Regions from separate parts of the Ovis aries genome. Here regions 1 and 2 are each linked to region 3. Evidence: chromatin contacts called from public Hi-C data. All regions are on one chromosome and are shown on one strand. The core of a region is the stretch at or near the end of the contact, and the rest is flanking DNA. Distances in the headings are between cores, read along the strand shown.

Region 1 (2,700 bases), core at 70-2,569, 110 kb before region 3:
GCAGGGGTGAGGACAACCAGCACTCGGGGCCCACGAGGTAGCCCAGGTCCCCACGCCACCCTTCTCCCCCACAGGGTGGCAGCAGTGAGCACCCAGCCCTGGCGGTTTTGGTCTTCCCACTGGGCCTCATTCCTAGCCTCACCTGGCAGGGCTGGACTGGGACCAGAAGAGAAACCCCGTCCCAGCAGAGAGGGGCCCAGAGCTGGGGAGCTCAGGCTCTGAGATGCCAGACAGATGGGGGGTTGAGGTGCGACCCCTGAGGGCTTCCCTGGGGCCCCTAGCAAGTGGGGTAAGAGTCCAGCGGCCTTGGGCACGTTGTTCAGTGACCACTCACAGGAGGTGCTGGGGGACCCAGCCACCTGTCCAGCACCTCCTCACCTCTACGGCCGGATGCTGGGGCAGCAAGTGGAGAGAGTGGCTGGCTCTGCACCTCTATGAGCCTCATCTGGAAAATGGGAGTAAGGGGGCCCCTGGGTCTGGAGGAGCGGCCATGCGTGTCCTTCCTTCTGCCCTTCACCTGGGGCTCCCTTCCTCTGGTGCCGGTGTCTGTCCACTCCGTCCATCTGTCTTTGCCTCTAGCCGTTCGTTACGTCTGCCCTGGCATGTGTCTCTGTGTGTTTGTGTGTCTGTGTTTCTCTTTCTCATTCTTTAGCACGTGTATCTCTTTCTTTGTGTGTGTGTGTGTGTGTGTCTCTCTCTGGTTTTCTTTGTGTGTGTGTGTTTTGGTGTGGGCGTGTATTTCTGTGTGTGTGTGTGTGTCTAGTGTGTCCGTGTCTCACTCTCTGGCTGCCTGTGTGTGTCTGTGTTTCTCATTCTTTAGCACGTGTATCTCTTTCTTTGTGTGTGTGTGTCTCTCTCTGGTTTTCTTTGTGTGTGTGTGTTTTGGTGTGGGCGTGTATTTCTGTGTGTGTGTGTGTCTAGTGTGTCCGTGTCTTACTCTCTGGCTGCCTGTGTGTGTCTGTGTTTCTTTCTCATTCTTTAGCACGTGTATCTCTTTCTTTGTGTGTGTGTGTGTGTCTCTCTCTCTCTGGTTTTCTTTGTGTGTGTGTGTTTTGGTGTGGGCGTGTATTTCTGTGTGTGTGTGTGTGTCTAGTGTGTCCGTGTCTCACTCTCTGGCTGCCTGTGTGTGTCTGTGCAAGCACCCCCATTTCATTCTTCACTGCCTTTCTCCTGTCTCTCTGTGTGTCTCTTCCTCCCTGAGATGGGGTTTCACGTGTGTGTATTCAGCGAGCATGTTGCGTGCGTTTGTGTTTCCACGTCTCTCTCTGTCTCTGGGTATCCCCGCCTCCGTCTATTGCAAGCAGGGCCTGTCCGGCAGAGCAGCGGATGTGTGAAGGCTGATTCAGTGGCTGACAGGAAGCCCGCCGCCCTGCCTGCTGCCCGCCAGTGTCTGTGGCGTTGGCATCGGCTCGTGCAGGTGTGCGTGCTCAGGATGAGGTGGCCACGGTGAGGAGGCCCCCCGCTTCAGGTAAGCCTTTCCCAGGGGTACCTGGAGCCTGGGCCTGAGGCCAGGGTCCTGAGGCTGCCCCCCGACACCCCAGGGGGATGGGAGAGGCCCTGTTGTCCTGGCAGGAGCATCTGGTTGCCCGTTGGGTGGGCCGGGAAGAAACCAGGACGCCCCACACCTCCTGTCCTGGTGCCCCCCGGCTAGGGGCCCCTTGCCCCAGCCCCTGCAGCACCCCAGGGGCAGTTGTTTCTGGGGCTCCGGCCCCTCTCCTGCCCTCGCCTTCCCCGGCCCAGCCTGCACAGCCCTGGGAAGCACCCAGGGTGGTCCCATCACTTCCAGAGACTGCTGAGGGGCCAGGACAGGGATCCCGGGGTGGGGGGGGCTCAGGAGCTTTGGTTTCTTCATCTGTAAAATGGGACTGTAACGACCCTGCTGCGGAGCTACGGGATGATGGGAGAGGCGCTCCAGGCGAGGAGGCCGAGGTCCTGCCCCAGGCCCGGAGGAAGAGCTGCCCCGGCCGCCCCCCCCCCAGCCCCCAGCCTGGCCACCAGGTGCCTGCCTTGGGGGCTGTTGAGAAGATACAGGCCCTGGGGTGCTCCCAGGGCTCTGCTCTGTCAATGGGAGGCCATGGCCTTCCCCTTCCCCTTCCCCTTCCCCTGCCCAGAACAGGAGCTTCCCTGGGGCCCTGCACCAGGCGCCTGAGCATCAGCCACCTCCATTAGAGACCTCTGGTGAGCCTCATCTGAAGGCCAAGGTTCTTTGGGGAAACAGAGCAAAGCCCAGCCGATAAAGCCTTCCAAGGGCTGGGATGGGAACCTCTTGACTCCATCCCTACCCCGCAGCCTGCCCTTTGGCCCCGGCAGGCCTCAGTTACCCCATCCACAGCAAGAGGAGGGCTGGGGGGCTGGGCAAGAGGGACGCCAAGGGCCTTTGGGGGCGGGAGGCTGGGTGCTGGGGCCGCTCAGCCCAACCCTGAGAGCTCTTCCGCCGTGGGCTTGTTGCAAACCTTGTTCATCTGAAAACTGCCCACTTCCCTTTCTGCTATTTTGGCCTGCAGGCCTGGGGCTGCGGTGGCCTCCTCTCCCCTCCCCACTCCACCCCGGGCGGCCTGGCCCCCGGGGGCCCTCCTGGCGCTGCGGGGGCCCAGCCCCTCTCCTTTCCCCCGCTGCCACCCCACCTGTTCTCAGACCTGGGTGGGAAAACAAGCAGAGAAGACAAGTTGAGTCCGTCTTGGTCTCGGGGAAGAGGCAGTC
Region 2 (2,700 bases), core at 144-2,643, 79 kb before region 3:
GAGCTCTGTGGCAACAGGTTGCTTTGCACACTGAATTATCTTTGCTGCTGCTGCTGCTGCTAAGTTGCTTCAGTCGTGTCCGACTCTGTGCAACCCCACAGACGGCAGCCCACCAGGCTCCCCCGTCCCTGGCATTCTCCAGGCAAGAACACTGGAGTGGGTTGCCATTTCCTCCTCCAATGCATGAAAGTGAAAAGGGAAAGTGAAGTCGCTCAGTCCTGTCCGACTCTTAGCGACCCCATGGACCGCAGCCTACCAGGCTCCTCCGTCCATGGGATTTTCCAGGCAAGAGTACAGGAGTGGGTTGCCAGTGCCTTCTCCGGAAGTATCTTTAAGCGTCTAAAATAGGATTATGCCTGAAATTTACAAGGCAAACCACATATGTCATTTTACACTTTCTCGTAGCCACATTTAAAAAGGTAAAATTGGATGAGCTTAATTTTACTAACATAATTTAGAGAACCCAATATAGTCAAAGTATTATCATTTTCAACATGTAATCAAAATTACTAATGAGATTAAAAAAAAAAGAAGTCCTTGAAATCCAGTGTATACTGTACACTTACAATCCATCTCAGTTTGGACTAGCATCATCCCCATTGGCTGGGGGACTGCACGGCGCAGCGTATATATTCCAGTAAGTTATACTGTCCTTCATTTAGATATCTGTTCTCACTCAGAAATGGGGTGGGCTGGAGGGATGGGGGCGCGGTAGGGAGGAAACCATTACCACGCCCAGTGGAGAGAGTTGTGAGAGGTGCCCACAGGGAGCGGGACACCAGCAGAGAGCCTGCCCCACACCTGGGCCAGTGGCGGGTGACTCCCCACGTCACCATTTCCTCCCAACTCCCCAAGATGCTGCTATTTAAAGTGAGCAAGCCACGGAGAACAGGCCGGTGCCTTCTGCAATACTATCCCCGATTCCGAACCTGCGTCCGACACTTTCCGCTCAGCGATCATCAGAGTCCCAGCTGGCAGAGCGCCTGTGCAAGAGTGGGTGGTGGCAAGGGGTAGCTGTTATCGGTGAGTACTGTGGTCATCAAAACGTCGCTTCCAGAGTCCACACTGGCCACTCTACACCCCAGATGGGCTCAGCGACCCACATTTCTTGCCGCCTTCAAATAATAACCCACTGGACACCATCCCGGGACCTCCTGCGCTGCTCAGGTGAATGAACTCCCGCCCCTGCGTCACCCTGGGACACACGGCCCGCCGCTCGCCCACCCACACGTCCAGGGGCCCCATCGTGAATGGCCTGGGTCCTCACCACGGCAGCTCGTAGTGGCCGGCGCTGCCGGGGGCCTTGCTGGGGCCTGGAGCAGCGTCCTGGGCCCCGCACTCGGCAGTGCCACCACGACTCTCCTGCGACTCCATTCTCGCGCCGCCTTTTCCCGCCACCGGAGGCCCCGGCCCGTGACGCCATCACGCAGGCCCCGCCCCTATTTCCAAAGGACGCTGGGCGCGAGCGGAAGCCGTAGGATCGCCCCCTCTCCGCGCCTGCGCAGAGGGCACTGCCCGGGCTGGGCACCCGTTGCTATTGGCCGCAGTTGCTATGGGAGACCTGGCGTCCGGCCTCCTGAGTAAGAGGAAGGCGAGACCCAACTGTGCGGCTTTTCGAGATCGCTGGTCGCTCCGGGAAGGGACGTTGGTTGGTTTTCGTCTTTGTCTGGGAGGCCCTCTCCGCGCGGCGCGTCGGGAAGCGCTGTGCTGCGATGGGGCCTCGCGCCGGGCAGGCCTGGAGAGGTAGGAGCGTCCTGCCTGGTGCGGGTAGGAGCCGGGGCCTCTGGACCTTCCGGCCAAACTCAGGACCCGGCAGCGAACACGCACGGAGGCTGACGTCCTGCGGCCTTGGAAGGGGGAAGGCCGGAGCTGGGACGTGCCCTTGGCCAGTTTTCCCGATTGCCCAGAATTCTCCTAGCGGAACACCAGCTTCCATCGGGTGGGCTCCTGCACTCTGGAACTTGTTTACTATCAGGAAATGCTCACAATGCTACTACATGGGACGTACTCTCATTTTGCCGGGAAGAAACTGTCCCTCTGTAAAATGTGACTCAATTTCATTCTAGAAAAATAGGTACTGCATATTCACAAATGCTTTGAGCATTCTTTTGGGCTGGTTTTCAACCTGTTGAACTAATCTTTCCTCCCATAGCCTAATTGTCATAATAATGACAAATAATAAAAATAACGAGTAGTGACTGTTTACTGTCCTCTATTATGCATTATATTTACTGTCCTCTATTATGTACTAGTCCCAAAGTGGATACTCATAGTATCCTCGTTTTACAAGAAACAGGCTTGAGAATGATTAATTTGTCCGGTATCATGGGGTTGTACGTGGTGGAGCCAACCCACCATGTTGCCAAAAGAGTTTGTATAAAATTCTGTTTTATTGCACTTAACCATATTGCATCATAGTTTCAGGATAAAAATCCAGCTTTAATGTCTGAACTGGAGAATTCCCTGGCGGTCCAGTCTGGTTAGGATTTTGTGCTTTCAGTGCTGAGGGCCCAGGTTCAATCCCTGACTGGGGAACTTTGATTCCTCAAGACCGCCACTTGGCCAAAAAAAAAAAGTCTGAATTGAAGAAAAGGACTGGACCTTGTTTATCTCTATCCCTGTTGCTTAGCACAAGACTCTGTAAGTGTTCAGTATGAGTATCTTTAATGAACAGTAAGGATCCATGTTTCCACAACAGCT
Region 3 (2,700 bases), core at 194-2,693:
GGGACTCACCCAGTCATGGCGCACCTCAGCAGCCTCTGGGACCAGGACCCAGGACTCCTGACTCCCGAGTGTAGCCCGTAAGGATGGCCAGTGATAGCACCTCTTCAAGTCCCACCACCTGGCTAAGGGGTCTGGGCACTAGTGGAATTTCACACTCCCTCTTCAATCCCACCCACCCTTTCTGAGCTGAGGGATGGAGGACATTCACTCAATTAATAAAGCACCTAAGGACCCCTGCCACCCAAGAGAGACACCAGCCCTCCTCACCAAACCGCCTGGAGTCTGCAGGGCTCACTAGGCCTGCTCACAGTTGGGTGGGTAGGAATGCCTTTCTGCCATGACCCTCCCTGCCCCCTGGGAGGTGACAGAAAATGTGGACTCCCGGAGCCCTCAGATGAGGCAGAGGGCAGTCAGCTCAGTCCCTCTCCACATTCCAGTCCTGACCCTAACTGGTCTTGGGCAGCCGTTTCCTCTCCCCAGACCTCCATTTGCTCCTGTTAAATGAGGAGGTTGAACCAGGTCACTGATTTCCCAGCTTAAGAATTCGTCACCCAGTAGGTGTGTTCAGACCCAGAACTCTGGACCCAAGTGGCCGTACAGTAGGTCTGGGTGGGATCCAAGGGTTTGCATTTCTAATGAGTTGCCAGGTGATGCTGACCTGGGAACCACACTTTGGGAATCACTGCAATGGATCTTTTCTGAGCTCCGACGTGAAACTACGGTTTCTGATTTTGTGAAAGAGCTGTGTTAAAACCCCTCTGACTTCCAGCATTCAGCAAAATTGTACAAATGGCTGTTCTATCCCTGAATGACCCTGGCTGGGGAGGGATGTGTGTGATCTAGAGTCACTGATGGCTGCCCCTGTTGGGATGGGTTTTGCTGCCTGAGCTTAAAGAATGGCTACTGGGGCACAACCTGGTGTAGGAACCCCAGCCTGGCATCCGGTGTTCCAATATAAGTTTGTCACTTAGCCAAGGGGCCAGTTATGTGGTTGACATTTGGCAAGCTCTTCTGTGGGGTGGCTGCCCTCCCAAAGGGACTGGGGGTGGAGGTCGCTCCCGGGAAAAGCACCTGTGATTGCAAAGACATCTGGTAACTGCTAACTTCAGTCATCACGGGGGTGGGGGGTGAGTGGGCGGGTTACTAAAAGGCTGCAGGGAAATCTCACAGCACCGAGGGCAGACAGTTCAGAGAACTGGAAGGAGGAGCAGCATCAGAAACGGAGTCTCTTCCCCCCTCACTCGCCTCCCTCTTCTCGTGACTCCTGGTCAGTCTGTCTGTCTCTCACTGTGTCTGCAGATCTCTTGACACATCTCCCTTCTGCCCTGACATCCACCTGCCCGCCCCGCCTAGGCTCCAGCACTTACTGCCTCCCAGCTGTCCTCTTGAGAGAATCTGATTGGTCCAAGGCTAGCCAATGGGCTGTCTTGCTTTGGATCGGGTGCCCACCCCAGACCCAATCAGCCCTGGCTGAGAGAGGAGGGGGGGTGGGGCAAACGGTGACGGACAGTTAGTTCAGTCCAAGGGCAGTGGAGTCCCATTGCTGCTGTTTCTGTTGTGACCATATTCGTGGCAACCGGAAGGCACATGGAGCCAAGTCCCTCTCATCCCCACCCATATGAAAGTCAAAAATAAGCCCCCAGAACACCTCCTTGAGCTCCTCCTAGGACCCCTCCAGCTACGTGACCCCATTTCTCTGCTTGTCCTCCCTCCCCCGACTATGCGAGATGTCCCATGACTACCTCTCACCGCCTTTCTGACCTTGACTGTCGGCCTGTCCAGGGGCTCAGTCTGTGGCTTCACTCGCTGAGAGCGTCCAGTCTGTGGCATTAAATGCCCTTTATAAGCCCACGATTTCCTTGGTCCTCCCCCAAACTCCGCACCAGCACACCCACAGGACATCTCCACCAGGAGGAGCAAGTGATAGGTATTTCTAGTACTTTCTGGGGCTGCAGAAGGAAAAACTCACAATTCAGCAGCAGCTCCAGACAACACACATCGATGCTCTCACAGTGCTGGAGGTCAGAAGTCTGAAGTCGAGGTATGGGCAGGGTCAATTCCATGCCTCTCTCTCAACTCTGGTAGGATTGCTGGCAGCCGCTTGTGTTCCTCGGCTTGTCGTGGCATCCCTGCCTCCGTGGTCACCTGACCTTCCTCCCTGTGTGTCCCTGTGTCTCTTCACATGACCTTAAAAGGAAGTTATCAGGCCCACCTTAATCCAGGATGACTTCATCATAACTGTTTACATGTGCAAAGACAAGGTCACCTTCTGAGGTTCTGAAGTAGACAGGAAATTTGGGGACTTCTCATCCAGGGGGCTTGTGTTATTGTTCTGTTGATTAAATAGCATCTCGCTGTTATTTTTCATTGGCTTGGGAACACCCACTGAAATGGGAAGGGACGGAACTCAGAATCAGCTGTTTGTTGGGAACTGGCTGTGCAGCTTGAGGCCTGGAGGGAGATGAAAAGGGGCGACGACCTTCAGGAGCCCCTTGTGCAGTTGGGGTAACTCCCTGCCGGCTCCCCGCCATTGATTGATAACACCAGCCCTCTGTTACATGAAGGGCGTCCCAAGGCAGAGACTTTGTGCTTTGGAGTAGGATAGACACTGTGCATTCAAGGAGAAGAGGAAAAAACGGTAGGTCAAGGGCTCAGGCCAGGCTTCACCTAGCTTCCAGGATTTGGATGGGGGCAGGGACA

Evidence for each region. A called contact is a pair of places that touch in the nucleus more often than the background predicts.
Region 1: a Hi-C map of liver shows a contact between it and region 3, with 3 times the contacts expected there. The contact joins the promoter of LAT2 here to the enhancer-like site in region 3. A contact is called at or near these places in 7 of 16 Hi-C or Micro-C datasets (blood, hypothalamus, liver and 3 more).
Region 2: a Hi-C map of hypothalamus shows a contact between it and region 3, with 2.5 times the contacts expected there. The contact joins the promoter of RFC2 here to the enhancer-like site in region 3. A contact is called at or near these places in 2 of 16 Hi-C or Micro-C datasets (hypothalamus and mesenteric adipose tissue).

Annotation. Positions count from the first base shown.
Region 1 is chr24:33,647,074-33,649,773 of ARS-UI_Ramb_v3.0, reverse strand. LAT2 (linker for activation of T cells family member 2) reads left to right here and starts at 1,319. Exons shown (of 14, transcript XR_006057964.2): 1 at 1,319-1,468.
Region 2 is chr24:33,616,612-33,619,311 of ARS-UI_Ramb_v3.0, reverse strand. RFC2 (replication factor C subunit 2) reads right to left here and starts at 1,393. Exons shown (of 10, transcript XM_060405610.1): 1 at 1,268-1,393. The coding sequence starts at 1,374.
Region 3 is chr24:33,537,459-33,540,158 of ARS-UI_Ramb_v3.0, reverse strand. The region is part of intron 8 of CLIP2 (CAP-Gly domain containing linker protein 2); the gene reads left to right. Among named protein-coding and RNA genes, the nearest start is that of CLIP2, 52 kb to the left of the region's middle. Within about 2 kb of position 1,443, at least 16 of the 54 cell types and tissues checked have an H3K27ac peak or open chromatin away from gene starts, as enhancers often do. A contact at or near this core is called in hypothalamus and liver, where this site is marked.